Linked DNA regions of Mus musculus: region 2 is linked to region 1. Evidence: chromatin contacts called from public promoter capture Hi-C data. All regions are on one chromosome and are shown on one strand. The core of a region is the stretch at or near the end of the contact, and the rest is flanking DNA. Distances in the headings are between cores, read along the strand shown.

The links. Capture Hi-C pulls out chosen DNA fragments and counts their contacts.
Region 2: a promoter capture Hi-C map of adipose tissue shows a contact between it and region 1, with 2.2 times the contacts expected there. The contact joins two enhancer-like sites. A contact is called at or near these places in 10 of 484 Hi-C or Micro-C datasets (the AML12 cell line, bone marrow, bone marrow-derived dendritic cells and 7 more), 2 of 115 datasets of contacts at active chromatin or transcription factors (embryonic stem cells and extraembryonic endoderm stem cells) and 2 of 9 other capture datasets (adipose tissue and pancreatic islet).

The regions. Positions count from the first base shown.
Region 1 is chr2:155,402,861-155,407,151 of GRCm38.p6, forward strand. It overlaps Ncoa6 (nuclear receptor coactivator 6), which reads right to left. Exons shown (of 14, transcript NM_019825.3): 10 at 2,615-4,291. Among named protein-coding and RNA genes, the nearest start is that of Trp53inp2, 23 kb to the left of the region's middle. Within about 2 kb of position 1,996, at least 68 of the 459 cell types and tissues checked have an H3K27ac peak or open chromatin away from gene starts, as enhancers often do. A contact at or near this core is called in adipose tissue, where this site is marked.
Region 2 is chr2:155,328,768-155,333,058 of GRCm38.p6, forward strand. Pigu (phosphatidylinositol glycan anchor biosynthesis, class U) reads right to left here. Exons shown (of 12, transcript NM_001004721.1): 5 at 2,382-2,491. Among named protein-coding and RNA genes, the nearest start is that of Mir695, 26 kb to the right of the region's middle. Within about 2 kb of position 2,249, at least 45 of the 459 cell types and tissues checked have an H3K27ac peak or open chromatin away from gene starts, as enhancers often do. A contact at or near this core is called in adipose tissue, where this site is marked.

The DNA of each region.
Region 1 (4,291 bases), core at 746-3,245:
CTTCAATGTGTACTTAACAAAACAACTCCTCTAACCTTCAGCAGCAAGGATCTGCTCCTCCCTTTACACTAGAAAGAGCCAGGAAGGAGATGGCCACAAGAACAACTGCAGCCACAACTGTAGGACCAATTTCAGGTTCTGACTCTTTTGTTTCCGTGTGGTTTTCAGACAGGGTCTATCTCAGTTTCCTCAGCCTGGTCTGAAACTCTTGATCCTCCCACCCCAGTCTCCACAGTGCTGGGATTATAAGCATGTGCCACCACACTAGGCCTAATGGCTGTTTTCTTAAAAAGCTGAAAACTATATCTTAGTAAGCAAGCTAGCTTCTTTTAGAATGGCTATACCACTCATCTCAACATTTAAAAAAAAATTATGTAACCCCAGCAGAGATTCTACACACACTCCTTGATTACCAAAACACACAATTCTGTACTTTTCTATAGCAACTAGCAAGAGTGATGGGCATAAAACAGACAATAAATATATACTTAATAAATAAATCAATATAGTATTATTTACTTTTCTAACAAATAGCTATAAGAACTTTCTATAGGCAGCTCACCCTATTATGAAAGGTAAGACAGATACATACAGTGTACTCCACTATGATGTCATATGGAAAGAGACACATAAAATATAAAGTGCCATGGGAGTCCAAAGGAAAAGAATACTCTAGGCTGAAAATGTAAAGGAATATTTCAGGTAGAAATGTCAGCATGAGTCTTTGAAAGACAGAACAGACTTAGACCCTAGAACTAGAACACACGAGACACTCTGGAACACAACTTTATGGACTGTACAGTAAAGACTTAAGGCTTAAGTATGCCAGGGCTATCAAGGGTATGCCTTCCATCTTAACACTATAGCTTAAAATTCTTGATAAACTACAACAGTAAGTTTTACCCTTTGATGGAAACTGAATTTTGTAGATTTCTCTCTGCTTAGTAGCTTAATTGCTGGTTCATCTCCCTAAAACTTATGTTTCTCTACTATCAATTGTGATTCAAATAAAAATATTTTCTAATTATTTCATCATTATTCTCTTAGTATTAAAGGAAAAAGTTCCCTAGAAGGAAACAGAAATGGAAATATCAAGCATCAGAGAACATACTTAAGCCACACCAGTTCCTTCTGGTTTACACAAGGTCTCATGTAGCTTAGCTTGGCCTCAAACTCAAGTCTGTAGCCGAGAGTGGCTCTGCTCTCCATCTTACCTCCTCTCCCACGTGCTGCATGTGTGCACCACCATGCTCAGCTTTCTTTTTAATTCTTATAGTCACCTACATCAACAAAATTCAACCTTGAAACACAGAGCCGTCCCCAGCAAAGTCTCTCTCTCGTAGGGACATTGAACTCTTTGCAGGTCTTCACCCCTTCTTGTATCTCTTTAGGTAAGAGGGAGAAAGAAGGGACGGAACCTTTCTAGAGCTATGTCTGGGGCAGTAAGCTGGCACTTGATATTCAAGTTCTCTCACTGAATCCTACATATCCTGGGTGGTAAAATTATAATCTCCACTTTACAGGTGAAGTACGAGGAACTCACCAGACTGTAACTGGCAACCAGTGGAGCTAAAATTTGAACTCTGATCATAACCTGAAGCTGGTATCCTTTCTGCTCCTCCTCCTAATTGGTAGGCACTCAAAGTATTTTAGCTGCATAAATAAAAGAGGTATTATTAGCTGGCTTAGATACTGCAGAGGCCCCTAGCTATGACTAACTTATCTCTAGGTATGTGGAGCTTCTGCACTACTTGAGCCATACAGGAGAAAGGAGGTATAAAGACACCTGTTTCCAGTACTAACCACTGACCTAGTGCACAAGAAATAACTTGAACTAGATGTCCACTAATGCAGTTTACTAAGAGGCCATGTCCAAAGGAAACAGGCAATAACACTTAAACCATATTACCGTATTTTAGGTTCTGTGCTAAGCATGTGCTAAGCATTCATTACCTCACTGAAATCTTGTGACTATGACTGTCTCCACATTACAAAGGAGGAAGTGAGACTTGTCCCAGCCCATTGAGCTGGCAAATACTGCAAGTCTATCTGACTTTTCCCCACTCAGATCTTCCTTTGCTTATCATGAAATCTGGTTTTCTGGTAAGCTTTTCTGGAGCAGTCCAAACAGAAAGGCCCCTGAGTTAGCATACAGTGAGAACAAGGCAAGAAGTACAATGGGAGGGGCATAAAGAAGTTGTTGTTCACACTCAAGGGATGATGCCAGGCCAGAGACATAAAAGAGTATAGGCTCAACAAATATTAGACATTTCTGAGCTTCAATCTTTTCACCCACAGGAAGGAATAAGACTATATCAATGGTTGGTATAAAGATGATGTGAGATAGTATGTATGAAAATGCTTTTTAAAACTGAGGAACATATATACACATGAAAATGAAACATGAATCAGTTCAGAAGCCAGGAAAGAACCATGTTAATGAATATAAACTGAACATGGCATTTAAAAGCATATTTTTCAATGTACTTTCAGTAAGTAAATCTACAACTGCCATTTTTCTTCTTTTAAGTAGAAAAGGGCTGTGCTTTCTCTCTTGTGGGACAGGCCAGCAAAAACCTGACATGAGGAGCTGATGCCAAGCTCAAGTACATACCTATGCTGGGTAGAAGCTCTGGATGGGATCCCACCTTCTCCTCCACTAGGCCACCTGCAAGTGGCTCAGATGTTACGCCACCATGATTGCCTTTTGTGGTTGGCGCTGTGGAGATGAGCTCAGAGGGTACCAATGTGGTTACTATTGAGCGTACACTGGTGGGAAGAGCACCGCCAGGTAAGATGGGTCCTGTTGAGGTGGAGCTTGGGCCCATGGGGCTAGAGGTCATTTTTAGTAGAGTGGGTGCTGAGGGTGTTGGGGTTTTACTGTCCAGCTCTGTGGAGCACTGCTCTGTTCCCATTAGCCCAGGAGTTGTGATCTCTAGCCCTGGGCCTTCAGTCTCTCCATCTGCACCATATTGTTCTTCCCCTTTCTCCAGAGAGCCTGTAACTTTCTTACAAGCCTTGGTCAGCAAAATCTGGCCAATTTTGTCCACTTTTCCTTTGCCCTTACTGGATGAGACTGGGCTTCGACGATTGGCAGAGGAGCCTGGACTATTGGTCAAAAGGGGAGAAACTACTGTGGTTGGCTGTGAAGGAGGCAGAGTGCTCTGGTCTGCTGAGGTGTTCGTCTGAGGACTAGCCTCATCTGGATTTAATTCTTTTACTTGCTGGACAGAAGGATTAGGAGCGACAACTGGAGAGGATGTACAAGGAGGGGAAGGCAGCTGAACAGGAGTGGCTCGTGAGCTAAGGACCAATGGCCGACCTGTCTGTATATTTGGAGCAGGACTACTGGAGGGGACATTAGGTGTTACAGGAGCTGAAGAAAATTTTATGTTCTGAGGTATGTGTAAAGGTCCAACAACTGCGACAGAGGGAGGCATCAGGCCACTGTTGGTTGTCAATGGGGTTGCAGGAATTGTGCTTGGCTGTGATCCTTTCATAACCTGAATTATTGAAGATGAGTTGATAAAGACAGGTGTAATGAACTGAGGCCGGGCATTAGACTGAGCAGCTGACTGTCCTTCAGAAACCATAACTTTGTTACCCACGTTGGGCATTGTGACGACTGTTGACATCAATGCAGACTGCAAGTGAGTTGGCAGGGCTGCTGATGTGTTAGATGAAGTGGTGATGGGGTTGGAAGTAACAAATACAGTTATTTGGTTTGGAGGTAAGGGAGTAGAAATGGAGGAAGAGCTGACGGGTCTTGACATTACTGGAGGGATGCTTGGTGCAGTGTTAGAGCTGACCTCACTCAATTCTGAACGCGCAAGTGTTGAGCACGGCTCACTACTGTGAGGTGAGCTTAAAGAAGTAGAGGGTTCTTTAGAAGGCGGATCCTGCAGTGTGGGAATGACAGATGCTTTTCTAAGGTCCTCTCCTGAAACTACTGGAGGTGTTACTTCCAGATCTGTAAGCCCAGGGGGTTTAATGGTCACATTAGGAGCTCCAGAGTTGTCAAGAAGTTGGCTTAATGATGTTGGTGCTTCTCTCATGGCAGGAGACATCAAATTTTTGTTCTCTTCAACACTGGGGAGTTTGTTAGGATCCAATGGTTGCCCATCCTTTTTGGATTGATCTTCAGGGACAGCCATTTTAGCTTCTTGGGTAGGGACTACTTTCAGCTCAGTGTTTACCTGCTCCTTCCTACCCTGGGCATTCTGGCAGTCACTGTCCTGAGGAATATTCACACTCTCCTTGTTATCCTCAAGGACAGTCCCCATTGCAGGCA
Region 2 (4,291 bases), core at 999-3,498, 74 kb before region 1:
GTCACATTTCTATTTAAGAATCACAAAGATCCTATATATGAGCAAAAATATTTTTGTTTTTATTTTGTTTGTTTGTTTGTTTGTTTGCATTGTTGTGTGGTTTTTGGGTCTGGCCTTGAACTGGTGATGACCCTGCACTCCTAGCCCTCTGGTCCCTACCTTGTCAGTGCTGGGATCTCAAGTATATACCAGCAGGCCAGCAACATTATCTTACTTTTGTAGATGAGGAAACTGAGACTCAGTGATTAAATAACTTGTCCAAGTTTTTAAAGCTATTAAATGCACTAAAAAATCAGGTCTTCCTGGTTCTAAAGCCAGCATTCTTCCTTATTAGCCCTCTTCATAGTCAAGCATTATCTCCTGAGCCAGACCCATGAACAAAGTATCCTCTTAATCCTACAAGTTAGTTGGCACAGAACTTCACAGGACATCTTGACCTCCCATTATGAAAGAGTTAAGCTGAAGTCTTTCCCAGCTAAGGTAGGAAAAAATGGAATTAGAAAATGAAGAATCTAAAATGTTTTTGAGTTGGAAAGCCTTACACAGCCAGAATGGATTCTCTTTATTTATTTCTGTCCTGCTTCTACAAAAAAAATCTGTATCAGCTAAAATGAAAACAAATAACAAAAATAATAGTAAAGTAAAACCAGCCATAATCAAGACCAGGGAAAATACATAAGAAGAAAATAAAATGCAAAGCTACGAAAACGAAAGAGCTACAGCGGTGGTACAATAACCAGCCTCAGACAGGTCTACAGCTGTGTAATAACCAATCTCAGACAACTGTACAGCCTTACAATAACAGCTTCAGACTGGTCTATAGCTTTACAAGAACAGCCTCAGACAGGTCTACAGCTTACAATAAGCAGCCTCAGACATGGCTGAGTTTCCCAGCAGACAAAGGAAGAAAGGTCAGTTACATAATTCTGATTATCAGAAAAGAAGAAATACACCAGTGTCTTAGAAAAAGATTATAATAATTATTTACAAGTAAAGACCTTAAATCTAATACTACCTCCTAGGAATGTAAGATTAGTAGTTCTAAAACCAAATGCCTAGAAACTCTTGGGGGTTTGGTGAGTTTTTGTTTTTTGTTTTTCCCAGCAATCAGACTTGTTACACAACCTTCAAAGAAATGGCTGCTGCTATTATGAAACTACCCTCAGGGGATACGAGAGTCTATAAGGATTCATTATGTTGCTAAACCTTTGGTCCTATTAAAGTAGTTCCCATCAAATTTCTGAAATATGTAGTTGAGAACAGATATACCAAAATTATCTCATAGGAGGAAAAAACACAAAATCATTTCTAAGTAGCGGGTGACACTAAAGAAGCAGCTGCCTAGACATCTACCCAGAATACTGAATAGGAAATTCATACACAGAGTAAAGGCTCCAAAAAAGCAGCCCGGCCCCAGAATATCTAAGTGGGCATCAAACTCACTATGTAGGTGAAGCTGACCTTGAACCTCTGATCTTCCTGCCTCCTGTTCCCAAGTGGTAGGATTACAGACAAGCACCACCACACCCAATTTATTCAGTGCTGAGGATCAAACCCAGGGCTTTGTATGCTATGCAAGCACGCTACCGACCAAGCTCCCTCCACGGACCCTTGTTTTCTGATATGGAATACTGCTACATAGCACAGATTAGCCTCAAACTCAGCAGTCCTCCCTCCTTAGGCCCTGTGGCCGGGATCACAAACATGTGACATCATGTCCAGCTTCTAATTCTAAAAAATTTTAGGGCATGTTTTTTCCATGAGGAAATTTATGTTTTGTTTAGTATGTGTTCCTAGAAACTAGCATGTTATTAATATCTGATGACTACTGGCTGATTAAATAGTTCATTTTGCCTATCTCAGAAACACAGATGAGAATGATCTGAGAGGATCATACTCACTGGCGTATTAATTACTCCTAGAGAATTTTTCGTAAAGCATCAGCAGCTGCCACTCTTCCAAGCTTGTCACCTAGCCCAGTTTTCTGAATTATAAACAGGCAACTAAATCGCATATGAAATACAGAAGCTATATGAGACAGCAGCACAGAAAGATCAAAATTGTACCCAATGCACTGCTAATAAAGAACTACCACTTTTAAGAAACACTAGTTACAATCAGGTTGGAGCCCAGGCCAGCACTGAGTCAGAAGGCCTTTGTGAAGGGTTTGATTGTGCCTGTCCCTGTGTGAGTCTTTGTCTCAACAGAGACAGGATGGCTCTGTCTCTCTTGCTGGCCCTAACCCCCAGTTGTGCAAGAGAAGTACGGCAAATACTTGATGACTAAGACTGCAAATCTCTACAACTACAACATGGGAGAGTCTCATCAGATTTTCCTTGCGCTTGTTGGCACTGAGTTCTGATTTGTGGGGGAGTACTTACAACAGGGCCACTTTCAGAGGGATGTAGCGCATTTCCATGGGGGTTCGGATGAGTTCAGCCACATCTGGAGCATACTGGTCCAGCTCTAGGAGAAGCTTCTGCTTTTTAAACTAGAGGTGGGAGAGGGTGCACAAGACACATATGACAGATGATTTGCCATTGCTTCCAGGATGAAGACAGAAATCTTTGCTCTGGTCTGCACTGCGGTCTGTCCTACCCTACCTCTCCAGGCTCCTCACACTTAGTCCCCCACCTAACCCACCAAGTCCCAGCACATGAACAGGCAGTGCTCCCCATGCTCCCAGAACTCTCCCCTGGCTGACTCCCACAAAACCTTGAGAGCTCAGCCCTCCCTTTCCCGGAAGGTGTGCACTCCTTTAGGTGTGTATACACATTCTACTATAAACACTCTTTCTCGGCAGTACTTCTAACTGATGCCTGGCTCCTCCCTAGAGTCTAAGTTCCACAAGGGTTCCGGTTACTTAATTTGCTCTCTGTGTATGCCTAACACTTAGCATAGTGGGCAAATGAATGGATTAATGTATGGCCAAGCCACTTAGTCATTCTGGGAGGTAACATCAGTGGTGGCAGGGCTTGAAAGTTCCATCAGCAAAACATGTTCAAGCAGTTCCAGTGACCCATCTGGATGCACAGTATCTCAGGTTCCCTTCCTCATTCCTCTATCTGAAAGGTTGGCTTGTTTGGTCTTCTTTTATACTTTCATAGAGGAAGGGTGAATGAATTATGATGGAGAAAGGAACTGGAATGGCTGGGGAGCTAGAGTTAGGAAGCAGTCACATGGGGGTGGAAAGCTGTTTTCCCTGATGTATCCCAACAAATTCTTGAGTATGAGTTCCAAAAAAGAAACATCATTGCAGAAAAGGGCAGATTAGGCTAATGTCACTTTTGCAAAAATCAACTGGCTACCATCAGTTAGCATTCATATCCCCCAGGCTGACAGGGGAAAAGAGGGCTAGCTGTGAAGTGCCCTCAGAACCGGCTTTCCAGGATGCTATGCAGGCTATAGGGATAGCGTCTCAAATCCTACCAAGACAAATGTCCCCAGACTATAAAGATCCTTGTAGCAAATGGAGACTTTTTAAATGTAATTTTTATTTATCCCTTAATAGGTCAGACATGTACATAATGATATTTTAGCCATACCAGCCCCCATTGCTCTCTTATCGGCTGCTCACTCACTCCTGCTGTACTTTGTCCCAACACATCCCTCTCTACTTTTATTTTATGTATTTGGGTGTCTTGCTAGCATGTGTCTGTGAACCACATGAGTGCCTGGAGCCCCTAAAGAGAAAAAGAGGGCTTTGGATCCCCTGCAACTGGAATTTTGAACAGTTGTGAGCTGCCATGTGGATGTTGGGAATTGAACCTGAGTTCTCTAGAAGAGCAATCAGTGTTCCTAACCACTGAGCCATCTCTCTAGAACCTCTCTATTTTCTTCTTTCTTTTTCTTTTTCTTTCTTTTTTTTTTTTTTTTTTCTTCAAGACGGGGTTTCTCTATATAGCCCTTGCTGTCCTGGAACTTACTCTGTAGACCAGGCTGGCCTCGAACTCAGAAATCCACCTGCCTCTGCCTCCTGAGTGCTGGATTAAAGGCATGAGCCACCAGCCACCATTGCCCGGCAAACCTATTTTCGTGTGTGTGTGTGTGTGTGTGTGTGTGTGTGTGTGTGTGTGTGTGTGTGTGTGTTGTGTGTGTGTGTCTGTGTCTGAGAGAGAAGGAAGGGGGACCGGGAGACCATTTGAGTTTAATTAGTTACTTGCACGAGCACGGATGGGAAGAATTACTTAGTGGAGCATAACCAACTTGCCAGTGATGATAATACTGAAGGAAGGGACTCCTCCTCCTTAATAAAGTAGTAGAGTCTTTCAGGAATACATGTACTGACATC